2 separate regions of the Macaca mulatta genome follow, and region 1 is linked to region 2. The links are chromatin contacts, called in public Hi-C maps. All regions are on one chromosome and are shown on one strand. Each heading gives the region's core, a stretch centred on a gene start, on an enhancer-like site or on the middle of the called end of the contact. The rest is flanking DNA. Distances are from core to core; before and after follow the strand shown.

Region 1 (6,245 bases), core at 383-2,882, 63 kb before region 2:
CTTGAGAAAAGAGTGATTCTGTAGATCTGCTCGAACCTGCAGGTCATTCGGTGGACATTAAAATGACAGATACCCCTGGTGATACAAAGCTCAGAGCACGCGTGTTCTGGAGAACCGAGACTTCACCAGCCACTAGATGGCACTGTTTTGCTACCGCTGAATTCACCACAGACTCCATGCGGTCTTAGTACTGTAGAATCACGTTTTAAATCAGCAAACTTCCGGTTAAAAGGTCAAAGATTAATTTAAGGGAAGTCTAATCAATGGTTTGCTTTTTTAAGGAACCTACTCGTGTAAGCAAATTAACGTCAATTTTCTTGACATTTACATCTGAAATATTTCTTAATAAAAGCAATACCAAATAAATTCAAATGTATCTTATACCTTTTTATCCACATAAAGATGAAGAATGTATCTATAGAGAGTAGAATGAGTTCTTGTCTAGGGAATTTCACACTTTGGAAAGAAATGTACTCAAGCTGTGTGTGTGTATGTGAGAGAGAAGAACAATTTGTATTAGCACAACCATGGCTTCAGAAAGTGTTTTCTCTTAGCCAGTGTTCCAAAGCATCTAAAATCTTGGCAGGGGCTGACCACTCCCCCTTCCCCTGGCTAGACAGGCCACCTCCTGAGCTGAGCAGGGCATTCCAGACTCCAGCTTCTTCCTCCCCCAAGGCGAACCCAGAGAGCCAATCAGATAAAAAGTTTTGGGGCAAGTTGGCTGTGTCAGGTCCTCAGCCAAGACCCTTAGCTAATTTCCATTACTCATCAGAGAGGGCAGACCCACTGAGGGGTCTGGAAAGCAAGTCTGGAGGAAATACTCCCATCCTCACACCATTTGTGAATCCTCCCAGCCTCCATGGCGTGGTTGAAGTTGCTGGTGATGTCCTGGGATTCTGGATCTTTCTCTCAGGCCACGTCTCCACCGGGGACATTTGAGTGGCCTGACTAGCCAGCCAAGACCGTCGAGGGTCTGCAGGGCCCCTGACGAACAGCATCTGATTGGGCTAAGGCACCCCCATTTTGCGCCAGAGTGAAGAAGAGCGGCAACTCTGTGAATGATCACTGCCTTCCACTCTTTGTCAGGGCGGCAATGCTAGGTGAGCCCGAGTGCAGAGAATCTGGCCTGTCCCACTCTCACAGTCAGGCAGATCATGGAGGTCCTGGTTCAGAACACACTCGTGTGCATGGTACACACACACATGCACACACTCATGCACACACACACATGCACACAAGCATGCACACACACACACACACACCAGCACACAAGCATGCACACACACACACATCCTTTTTATTTTCCAAGTTCATAGGTCTTTTTCCTTTCCCATGAGCCCTCTGCAGCCTGGGATACAGCATCCACTTCTAAAGCCATCACACTATTTATTGACCATCTACCCTGGGCCAGGCATGCTTCCTAAGGTACCGGGGTACCACACTGATAAAAGGGCCGGGGATCTCCATTCTCATAGAAGCCTAGTTCTAGTGGAGGAAACAGACAGTGAACAACTAAGCAAAACAGAGAATTCAAATTCTCATGGAGAGAAGTGCGATCCCAAAATTAGAGCAGCAGATGGGATGATAGGGAGTATGGGGCAGGTAGACACGCTATCCACACTGCATCTACACACGGGTGACAGAGCAGCACCCGGCTTTGGAGAGAGCAGCTCGGCAGCACACAGGCATCACCAGGTCTGCAGCTCAGCAGCCGTTTCCTCCAGCCCCGCAAACTGGAGCAAGTGGCTCTTTGGGTGGAAAAGATTCAGCTGAGTGCAGAGATTAGCCAAGGAAGCTGGGCTGTGATTGGACAGCTGAGCACCAAGTACGGCTGTGATTGGAGAGCCAAGGAAGCCGGGCTGTGATGGGCTGTGATTGGACAGCTGAGCACCAGGTACCTCTTTGTCACCTGTGCCTGGATGAGGGGCAGAAAGTGCTGATGCTACTGGAATTTTCTAGGCATTTTTTTCTATCAATTATTTTTGTCTCTACAAACAGAGACACAGTGATAGGAAATTCTGTCCAAAAATCTCCAAAGATAATTTTGTGCCTTTGCTCCCACAACCACAAACATCCATACAATTTGAACTTTGTCCTCAAGCGAGATAATGCCACCCTGGGTGATGTGACCTATTTGTAGTCCCTTCACTCCAGGGGCTATCTAAAATCTCAGCGAGTGTCAGCAGGTGAGACTGAGGCATTTTCCTAGTTTGTTTCCGCTACGGTGCAATGACGCGTCTTTTCAGTGGTCCCTTGAGAAGGCATCCTGTCGCTTCTTCCCTGTCAGTGGGCGGCAAGGCCTGTGTGTGCAGTGTGGGTCTCTCAGCAGCTGCTCCTGCTGGAAACTTCTCCACTGTCTTTGGAAAGAATTTGCTGGAAAGCTGTAGACAGACAGACTGGAAAGGTACTTGAGAACATCTTGTAAAGACAAACTTTGAAGGTTATTGCTTAAGTTTTGAATAAAAATAGCATGTATGAAAAATCGTATACATATGCATATGTATAAATGAATATAAATAGATACATGTATATATGGACATGCATATATATAAAATATAGGCTTAGTGTGTGTGTGTGTGTGTGTGTGTGTGTCTAGGGAGAGATAGAGACGTCAAACTCTTCTCTAGATAATTAAATTTCTGGGAGGAAAGGGGCATGCATCCTTTTTTTTACTGGATGCACCTATATACTATTTGTGTATTTTGTTTTGTTTTGGAGACAGAGTCTCCCACTGTCTCCCAGGCTGGAATACAGTGGCGCGATCTCAGCTCACCACAGCCTCTGCCTCCAGGCTTCAAGCGATTCTCCTGCCTCAGCCTCCCGAGTAGCTTGGACTACAGTGCCCCAGCACACTCGGCTAATCTTTCTGTATTTTTAGTAGAGTCAGGGTTTCACTATGTTGGCCAGGCTGGTTGGAATCCTGTTGGCCACTATGTTGGACTCCTGACCTCGTGATCCGCCTGCCTTGGCCTCCCAAAGTGCTGGGATTACAGGCCTGAGCCACCACGCCTGGCCTATTTCTATATTTTTAAGAACAACATCTAATTTAAGAAGAACAAAAATTTTAAGAAAAACTATACTTCTATAAAGGAATTTTCTACAAGGAATTCTATCAGGTAAGCTAAGCCCCACTTGCCCTCTGGGCTGCCCGTTCTCATGATTGAGCTGCTTCCCCAGGCGGCCCTCCAAAACTCGCTGTGGTGGTTGTAAAAAAAATCGTGAATGGAAGCTCAGGCACCAGACACTGCCACCTGAGACGACAGCAGAGGCAGGGAAGCCGCTTCCACCGCCCCGGCTAACTCTCATCCCCTCCGGCCCCACAAGCCTAATCAGGCTGCAATCCAGTGTGATTCCCAGCTTGCCCCCAGTCATTTAGGCCCTGGCTCGCATCCCCCCTTGGCTGGGCAACTCCTTTTGTCCTGACCGGTTTATGATGAGCTGTAAAGAAGCACATGGTGGGGATGGGACCTGGGATGAACCCTGGCGGACAGCTGGGCACATGGCAATCCTGCCTTCAGAAGTATTTCTTGAATTCTGCACATTAGACACAGGGAGACGTGTGACAAATGCCAGCCACGGCCCCTCCCCTTGGCCTAAACGCCATGGTTCAGGGCCGGCCTGCGTGGCAGGGGGTGCACCTGGGCATGGTGTCCCAGGTGGTCAGCCACCCTCCCTCGGGCAGGTAACCACACACCTACGTGTCCCACTCAGTCCTGCCCTCTGCAGTGGTGCCACCTGGCAGGGCCCAAAGGCCCAGATGGCGTGGGAAGAAACAGGTTGGCTCATGCTGGCTCAGCCGAGGAGAAAATCAAGCTGATGATGTGTTTTGAGAACTGGAGAGGATTATGGAGGATTACAAGGCGAGTAAGAGTTCTATGCTTACAGCGTGATAACATCAGGGGTCTGGGGTTGGTGGGCTGTGTGTGCTGTGTCCAGCGTTCCCAAGCTAAGGACTCACGGACCTCTGTAGCAAGATCTCCCAGTGTTCTCAAGCAGCCATGATTTGTCAACACACCCACCTGTGGCAACCGCCCTCAGAGTCCCAGACTGGGGTCTGCACCGCGGACACTGGACCAGGCCGTTCTCAGAAAGGGGCTGTGTGTGGGCACTGCAGGCAAACTGTATTTTTCCAAGGAATCCCCAATATCCTGTGTTTTTCTTACCCAGTGTGTTCAGTTAATGAATGATATTGAGCTGTGTATTTCCAGTGGCACAAAAGCCATGATCAGTATCTACTCAAGGGGGCAGCATGAGCTCTGTGTGGAGAAACCTAATGAAAAGTGCTTAGCGGAGAGAGTGGGCGTGCCTGGTCTCGGCTCTCTAGTCCTCTCCTCTGTCCCCCACCCCTCCCCCGGCCGGGGTGTTCGGAAGTTGTTTCTAAACCACTTTTCCCCACTGCCTTCACGCTGCATCTCTTATTTTTTAGGAACTGAGTATCTTGACTTATCTGCTCATCAGCTATTAATTAACACCGACTGCATGTCATGCACTGGGCCAGACAGTTTCTGGAAGTTCACACAACTGTTATCTTTGTGATCTACGAAGAAAAATGTCACATAAAGTTAAAAAGAATAAATACGTAGAAGAAAGATCCCATGCTGCAGTAGAGGGTCTGTAAGTGCTCCTGTGCCCATAGGGTTCCGATAAAATCTCCCCATCCCTAGTGTTGTGAAGATGGAACAAGGCTTGTTCTGTGGGGCTGCCCCAGGCCCAGAAGTGAGCAGGAGCCCCAGAGCATTTTGCCCTGGATTTTGCACTTGTTTGCATTCAGCAAGTATTTGTTGGATTTTCGTAGAATGTACAGAGTCTACCAAAATAAGAGAAAGTCGGACCCTGAGTATGAACCTTCCCAGAGGAGATTTAACACGCTGTGAGCCCCTGACTCTAGGAAAGCGTTTATTGAAATGCCCACATGCCAGGAGGACTCAATTTATCTTTGATACGTCTACAAATTTCTTTCTTTTTACCATCCGTGAGCCCCGAAAATCTGAGACAGGCCTCAGTTAAGTTAGAAGGCTGATTTTGCCCAGGTTGAGGACACGCCCATGACGCAGCCTCAGGAGGTCCTGATGACATGTTCCCAAGGTGGCCGGAGCACAGCTCTTTTTCTACATTTTAGGGAGACATGAGACATCAATCAATATATGCAAGAAGTACATTGGTTCAGTCTGGAAAGGGAGGACAACCTGAAGTTTCTCAGGATAGAGATAAGTTTGTACCCCTTTTTGTTACCGACACAGTAAGTTCAAGTTAAGGGCTTGTTGATGGGCATTTCCAGTACCTTGATCCAGTCAGGTACCTGATTCAGTACTGCAGTATTGCCTTAACAATGAAGCATGTATTTCTTCCCCCTAATTTCATTCATAAGGAAAAAGTGCCTCAATTCTCTGACAGTTCCAAAGCACAATTCTTAGGAAAGGAAGAGGCAGATTGTGGTCAGTTTGAGCTGTCTATCCCCCCAGGCTAATTCACCTGGTGTAGGACGTGCTCAGAGGCCACCAACATGGACGGGGTAGGAACAATGTGCAAAACACGGGGGCATTGTCTTGGACCTGCCACAGGGACACCCTCTGCAAATGGACTTGGTGAAAATTCCACCCTGAGCCCTGTAGCTATTCTCCTTTCTGTGTGAGGCCAGCAGGGATCAGCTTCCTTCTGCGAAAGGAAAGTAAAATCTCGGGAACCCGTTCACTACGCCAAAAGGAAAAGTTAAGGCTGGAAGCTGAGTCATGCAAGAAACTGCTTTTCCTTTTGTTCCTAAGCAGATAGCCTCAGATAGAAGGCCAGGTGTCTGCACAGGCAGCTGCTCTATGGTCACTTTATCTTAGGTAAAGTGCTGACTTCCTGAGCATGAATACGTAACTGAGTGTTCCTCATCCCCACCTTTTCACACACAACATGTGGATTCAGTCAGTCTAATCAAAGCCTCACAAGAACGTGACCCTACCCTCCCTCTTTCCCTTCCTGCCCACTTTTCCTCTTTAAATAATGAAGCCCCAAAATGCTCTTAGGAAAAAGCCCAGATCTCAGATGTTCCTGAGGTTTTGTGTTCCCTTGTCCCAGGCACATCCTCAGACTCGACAAAATAAACCTCTACACTGATTGGGACCAGCCTCAGGCGCTTTTTGGTTTAGACGTCCTGGGAAGCGGTGCTGTTGGATCTCTGTGGAGTCACTGTTTGTTACGCCAGTTCTTTCTTTGTTTATCATTCACATACCGGTGAGAGAGATGACTGAGTCCGGTTT
Region 2 (6,516 bases), core at 1,913-4,412:
CTCTGTGACTCTCTCTGGCTGTCTGTCTCTCTGTCTCGTCTGTCTCTGTCTCTGTCTGTCTCTCTGTCTCTGTCTGTCTCTCTGTCTCTGTCTCTGTCTCTGTCTCTGTCTCTCTATCTCTCTGTCTCTGTCTCTGTCTCTGTCCCTCTCTGTCTCTGTCTCTGTCTCTGTCTCTGTCTCTGTCCCTCTGTCTCTGTCCCTGTCCCTCTCTGTCTCTGTCTCTGTCCCTGTCCCTCTCTGTCTCTGTCTCTGTCCCTCTCTGTCTCTGTCCCTCTCTGTCTCTGTCTCTGTCCCTCTGTCTCTGTCTCTGTCCGTCTCTGTCTCTGTCTCCCTCTGCCTCTGTCTCCCTGTCTTGGTCCCAGCTGGCAGCTGACTTTGCTGTCCTCCCAGGCCCTGGCAGAGCCACCAGGCAAACTCTCGTTCTGTACTGTCCTGGACCCCTCACCCTTGTTGCTGCTCTGGTTCAGAACGCTTTCTTCTTGAAGAATCCTCTACCCACCCCAGGGACCTGAAAACCGGATTTGAAATGCCAAATAGTTTTAAAATTAGGGCTGCAGAATGTCTTCCTTAGAGCCCAGACTTTCCGGGGGGTCCTGTTGGGCACAGACAGGGCTACCACAAAGGAAAAAAGGACACATTAGATTACATGAACCTCAGTCACTTGTTTTCATTGACATTTACCTGAGTGAGGGCAGGAAGCAAGCCCAGGGTTGGGGAAGGTTTGACAACATGGTGTCTAGAATTTACGCCAATTGCAAGTCAGTAGCTGAAGAGGGAAAGCAACAGAGAAGCAGCCAAAGGCCAGCTCGGGTGTCCCCAGGGCCGGTGTGGCCAGCGCGCATGAGACTGGTGCATCAGTTACCATCAGAGCCGCACGCTGGGTGCATGAGGCTGCAGCACCACAGCCCTGTGGCCAAAACAGTGCTGCCAGGATCGCGAGGGCCCATGGCCTGCCCTCACCTGCCAATCAGGAAGAATTTAGACTTTGTTAGTCTCAAAGAAGAAAATGATTATAAAATCCATACAGCGTTCCACAGCTATCTGACAAGCAAGAACACCAGTAACTTAGTTCATTAGATGCCTTCCAGCAATAACGTGCTGCTTAGACAAGTTCCCCTGAAACTCAGAGCTGCAAGTGTCTTTAGATTGATTGTCTGCAAATGCAGCCATCTGCTTCCTGCTGTGACACTTCATTCCTCTGCCCCGGCTGCACTGCAGCCAGACACTGCGGAGACCTCGCCTTCTCAGGGTGGCACTGTGCGGAAGCCAGGACTCACCCGGCTCTGTTCCCACAGGGCGGCAGGTTTTCATTGTAACAGAGTTACAGAACCATCTACACGGATGTCACCCTGAGAGCTGTAATCTCCAGGGAAAGTCGTCATCCATGTGAGGAGCACAGCTTCCTGTGTGTTCTGTTTTGATTTGGGTTTTGATTTTTAATTAACTTTGGTGAAAATCTTTTAATAAAAATGTTTGCTTCGAATTTTGAAAAGGTAGACAGCAACTGCCTACCTTGATGATGATCAGATGATCAATTATCAATTGATCAATTAAAGGAAGTTAAAAATCATCCTTTTCCTGCAGAGTGGTGCAAATTCATTAGTTAAGATATACTGATTAGATATGTTAAAAAGAATGTGTTTCAATGGAAAGCAATAGCACATACTTTTAGGCTGTTCATTGTCTTTGAACTATTTTACAATTCTTTGCAAATTGCAGGTAACTGATGGAGATATATATATATAGAGAGAGATAGAGAGAAAGAGAGAGAGACATTCTGTCCTGTTTAGTAGTGATTTTTACTGGCTTCTTCCTCCTGTAAAAAAACAGCTTTCTCTCCATTTGCAATTCATTTCAAAATTCCTTTATTCCATATAAATGTTTTCAATTTTCCTTTGGACAGGTTCTAACATCTGCCTAGTTCCCTCCTATCATATGTGTAAAATAAAATCTTTAACACTTCTGCATTTTAATATCTTAGTACAAGTCATGATCTTACCTTTTTCTGAAAATTATCTTTCAGATAGTATATAGATATAAAGTAAAGAACATGCTGTACTGTTTAGATTTTTAACCCATTGCTTGTATTTTGTTCTATGTGAGTGAGAATGGGCTTCCAGGAATCAGAAAACATATTCTTTCCTTGATTCAGTCGACTATAACCATAGATGAAGTGTGTAATAGTCATGGAATTTTCCACAGAAAAAATGTGTGTATATTTTGCATCAAACAGAGCAGTGCAACAGAAAAATCAAGGACAAAGCTTCTAGTTTGCACACAGTAGAGGATAACAAAGATGCCAGACCCTTATCCTTGGAGAATAAAAAAAGTTGGCATGTACAAAAGAGAGTAGGACTGCCTGACATATGACACTCAGTTGAATTTAGTTTGAATTTCAGTGGAGTCCTGCTGGGAAAATAAGACTGCATGAATTACCTACAAAACATTACCAGGCAATCCACAATTCACTGAGATTGTGTAATAAATGATGTTCTTAAGGAAGTCCACGAGCACAAGAAGATACTTGCTTTGGGAGAATTCCAGAGCCCTTACTTCCTCTTTAGTTCCTATCACTGGCCTCTTATTGATGCGTATTAGTTTGAGATTTCAAAACCGAATCTCATGTTTCAAGGTACAGATGTCACTGTATATTAGATAGTCAAAAGCCAAGGATGAGGTCTCAGGATCAGCAAAGCTGGCCACCTGCCTTGAAAGTGGCTCCTACCCCCTGCAGGCTCCCCCTGAGCTCAGATGGTGCCCTTAGATCCTTTGTAGAGGCTGGGGGAGGGGAGGGAGGAGCACATGTGTTAATGAGGGGGAAAATGCTGTGTGCTTTCAAGGGGAAATGCTAAATTCATTACAACAGCATCCTAATTTGGCTTGCTGTTAAGGCATAGGCACCCTTCATCTAAATAGACCCGTCTTTCAAAGCCTTCAATTCGCTATCCTTGAGGTTTCTCTTCAAAGAGGACTGAGCACATTCACCCAGGCACTAGGAGGCCCTGTGCATTTTTTGTCCTGCTGTTTCCATGGATAATTTAAAAAGAATTATGGATATCTCAGTCCTTAGAGAGTCAGACAGAGACCCCGAGTCTGCTCAGTCTTGGTCACCAGGAGAGGCTTCCTTTGTGGGTCCCTGTGCTGGCTGGAACCTGGCCAGAGCTTGCAGGGGACGGCCTCCTGCCTTATAGGTTCCTCAAATGATTATTGTAGAGACCAATGTATAACCTGCTGACACTGGAGAGGGCACTGTTTTTTTAAGATGAGCCGAAGCATGAAGTTTTACTAATTTGTCTTCATGTGGACATTATTAGCCTGTGTGTCATAATCTGTAACTGATTGTGACCTCTGTGTTGCATCCTCCAAAAAAAAGAAGACAACTCCTTTAAACTTTCCTACAAAAACCTTTGGCCTTGTGACAGACTCTGGAACACTCTCAACTCCGTGGGTGTGTCTTCCCAGGTCCAACCTCACATTTGACTTTCAATGAACTTTGATAAAATTATTTTTGCCTCAACAACCTTAATTTCAGCTGACAATCTCAAGTCCACCAGTGACGGGGGAGCAAAGGACACAATTTGCACAGCATCTTATGGCTATAGGAGGAGAAGTGGCTGCCAGCAGGACCCCAGGACAAAGGGAACGTAGTTGGCTTCAGACAAGAGAAAAAACAAGGCTTCTCATGAACATCTCCACTGAGTTAGGTTTATGGGCTGTGAGCAGGTTGGATTTGATAGGAATATTGAGTATGGGCCCATGATTGAGAACCCACAATTGTTAAAAAAAATTATAATGTAAATTTGCTCTGTGTCAAAGTGATATTGCTAGTAAATTGATATCACGTTTTCAGAGTTTAAAAATATAAACCAAACCGGACTCAGTCATCTCTCTCACCGGTGTGTGAATGATAAACAAAGAAAGAACTGGCGTAACAAACAGTGACTCCACAGAGATCCAACAGCACCGCTTCCCAGGACGTCTAAACCAAAAAGCGCCTGAGGCTGGTCCCAATCAGTGTAGAGGTTTATTTTGTCGAGTTTGAGGATGTGCCTGCGAAAAGGGAACACAAAATCTCAGGAACATCTGAATCTGTGCTTTTTCCTAAGAGCATTTTGGCCCTTCAATGTTTAAAGGGGAAAAGTGAGGAGGAGAGGAAAGAGGGAAGGTAGGGTCACGTTCTTGTGGGGGCTTTGAGTAGACTGACTGAATCCACATGTTGTGTGTGAAAAGGAGTGGATGGGGGAACACTCAATTATGTATTCATGTCATGCACAGTAAGTTGGCACTTTATCTAACATAAGGTGACCACAGAGCAGCTGCCTGTGCAGACACCTGGCCTTCTATCTGAGGCTATCTGCTTAGGAAAAAAAGGAAAAGCAGTTTCTTGCATGAATCAGCTTCTGGCCTTAGCTTTCCCCTTTGGCATAGTGAACGGGTTCCTGAGATTTTATATTCTTTTTACAGAAGGAAGCTGATCTCCTCTGGTCTTGCACAGAAAGGAGAATGGCTGCAGGGTCCAGGATGGGATTTTCACCAAGTCCATTTATAGAGGGTGTCCCTGCAGTGGCCCCAAGGCAATGCCCCCTTGTTCTGCACACTGTTCCTACCCCGTTCCCAAAGATGGGCCTCATGGCCACATTGGGGGCCTCTGAACACCTCCTACCCCAGGTGAATTAGCCTGGGGGGGATATACAACTCAAACTGATCATAATCTGCCTCTTTGTTTCCTAAGAATTGTGCTTTGGAACTGTCAATGAATTGAGGCAGTTTTTCCTCACACATGAAACTAGGGAAAAAATTGTATGCTTCATTGTTAAGAAAAACAGTATTGAATCAGGTAACTGGTTGGATGAAGGTTGATACTGAAAAAACCCATCAGCAGGCCCTTAACTTGAACTTACTGTGTTGGTTACAAAAAGGAGAACAAATTTATTTCTATCACAACTTAGAATCATCTTCAACAGGAAACCCAAGCCATGCTTGTTTCCCTTAGCAAAACAAACAAGCAAATCAACCTATTTTTCGGAGGTTCCTTCTGAAGTTGAAGTTATCATCATTGCCCAGAAGGATGGCCCACCAAGAGGAGCCTAAGGAGGTCATCCCACTGAGAGGAGTCCCAGGAGGTCATCCCACTGAGAGGCGCCTCAGAAGATCATCCCACTGAAAGGAGACCCGGGGGTCATCCCACCAAGAGAAGCCTAAGGAGGTCATCCCACTGAGAGGAGTCCCAGGAGGAGGATGTCCACCAAGGGGAGACTCAGGCCACATCATTAGCAATTCCTCTTACTCCCAAGCTGCCTGTTTATTCTGAGACCAGAAGGTCATACGTGCCCTCCCTGGCCAGGAGCAAGAATGGATTGGAGTTGAGGACAAGATGAGTTGAGCTGAATACTTCTTGTAGATAAAAGGCAGCCAGGAGGTCCAGCAACAGAGCAGGATTCTAACACTCACTTCTTGGCCTGCAGGGCCCCTCAGAAAGGTGAGTTTTAGATGCATGTGAGTAGTAGAGTGTGTGTGCAGGAGCCAGCAACTCCACAAAACTCCCATTAAATATGTATCTTTTACAACGTAGCCTGTGTGTGGTGAGGGGAGATTCAGGCTCCATGACTAAACTCTGGGTGGATCAGGGACTGTCAAAAAGGTGAGAGGGGCTTCTCGCCTCATGGAGTGGGGACTCTTCATTTGCCAGGAGCTGATGTCCACAAGTCAAGCCAAGCAGTAGGCTGTTCAGAAGCTGGCCCATCCCGGCCAGCCAGCAGCAGTGCCCACATCTGCAGGTGGAGCTTGGCCCATGTAGCTGACTCTCAGGCTCACCCCTTGACTTTCCTTTCAGAGGAGATAAGGACTCTGGTTTCTGAATTAAAGAAAGTGAATAAACAACTCCAAGTCATGGTGACATGTAGATGACTGACCTCTTCTTATTTCCTGGGAAAGTGGACTGAGACTTTATAGTCTTTCCTTAGGATTCATACGGAAATACGTGTGTGGTGTGAGAGATAAAAAGCAAACAGACTAGCAGACTGATTTTTATTGTACCAGGGAGAGCCGCCATAGTAGAATCAGTCTTGGTAGGGTGACTTATCTTAGACTTTCCTGGGATGGTAGACAAGTTTCAGACAGGGTGATGTAGAGCTGGGGAATGCCTCTGTCCATCAGCTAACCAAGAAACATTTTCAATGTGTCTGTATCATTCCAGGGGGTCTAGAGGTTCTACTCTCAGCTAGTCAACCATGAGAGAGAGTGGAGGCCTGCAGGGCGTGGGTCTGGCCTTGTCACAGGTAAACAAGAGGTCATCACGCACCTGATGGGGACAAGAAAAAGTGTGCCTAGGGGGGCCCACCCAGGTCTGTGGGGGAGGGTGATTTTTTGTGCTGATTCTTTCCTGGAACAGAAAAAGGTTGGGGGAGATTTGGGAAAATAAGTGGAGGGATTTTATGACTATCATTGTTTTCTTGGAGCTTGGGTTCAGGTTCACCTGAAAACGTTGACAATACAGCACACACAGCCCACCAGCCC

The links. A called contact is a pair of places that touch in the nucleus more often than the background predicts.
Region 1: a Hi-C map of sperm shows a contact between it and region 2, with 7 times the contacts expected there. The contact joins two enhancer-like sites. A contact is called at or near these places in 5 of 14 Hi-C or Micro-C datasets (CD4 T cells, cortical neurons, fetal cortex germinal zone and 2 more).

What each region holds. Positions count from the first base shown.
Region 1 is chr4:4,793,893-4,800,137 of T2T-MMU8v2.0, reverse strand. No RefSeq gene overlaps it. Among named protein-coding and RNA genes, the nearest start is that of UNC93A, 86 kb to the right of the region's middle. Within about 2 kb of position 1,632, at least 4 of the 40 cell types and tissues checked have an H3K27ac peak or open chromatin away from gene starts, as enhancers often do.
Region 2 is chr4:4,731,902-4,738,417 of T2T-MMU8v2.0, reverse strand. All of the region lies in intron 1 of LOC144340701 (a long non-coding RNA gene), which reads left to right. Among named protein-coding and RNA genes, the nearest start is that of UNC93A, 24 kb to the right of the region's middle. Within about 2 kb of position 3,162, at least 2 of the 40 cell types and tissues checked have an H3K27ac peak or open chromatin away from gene starts, as enhancers often do.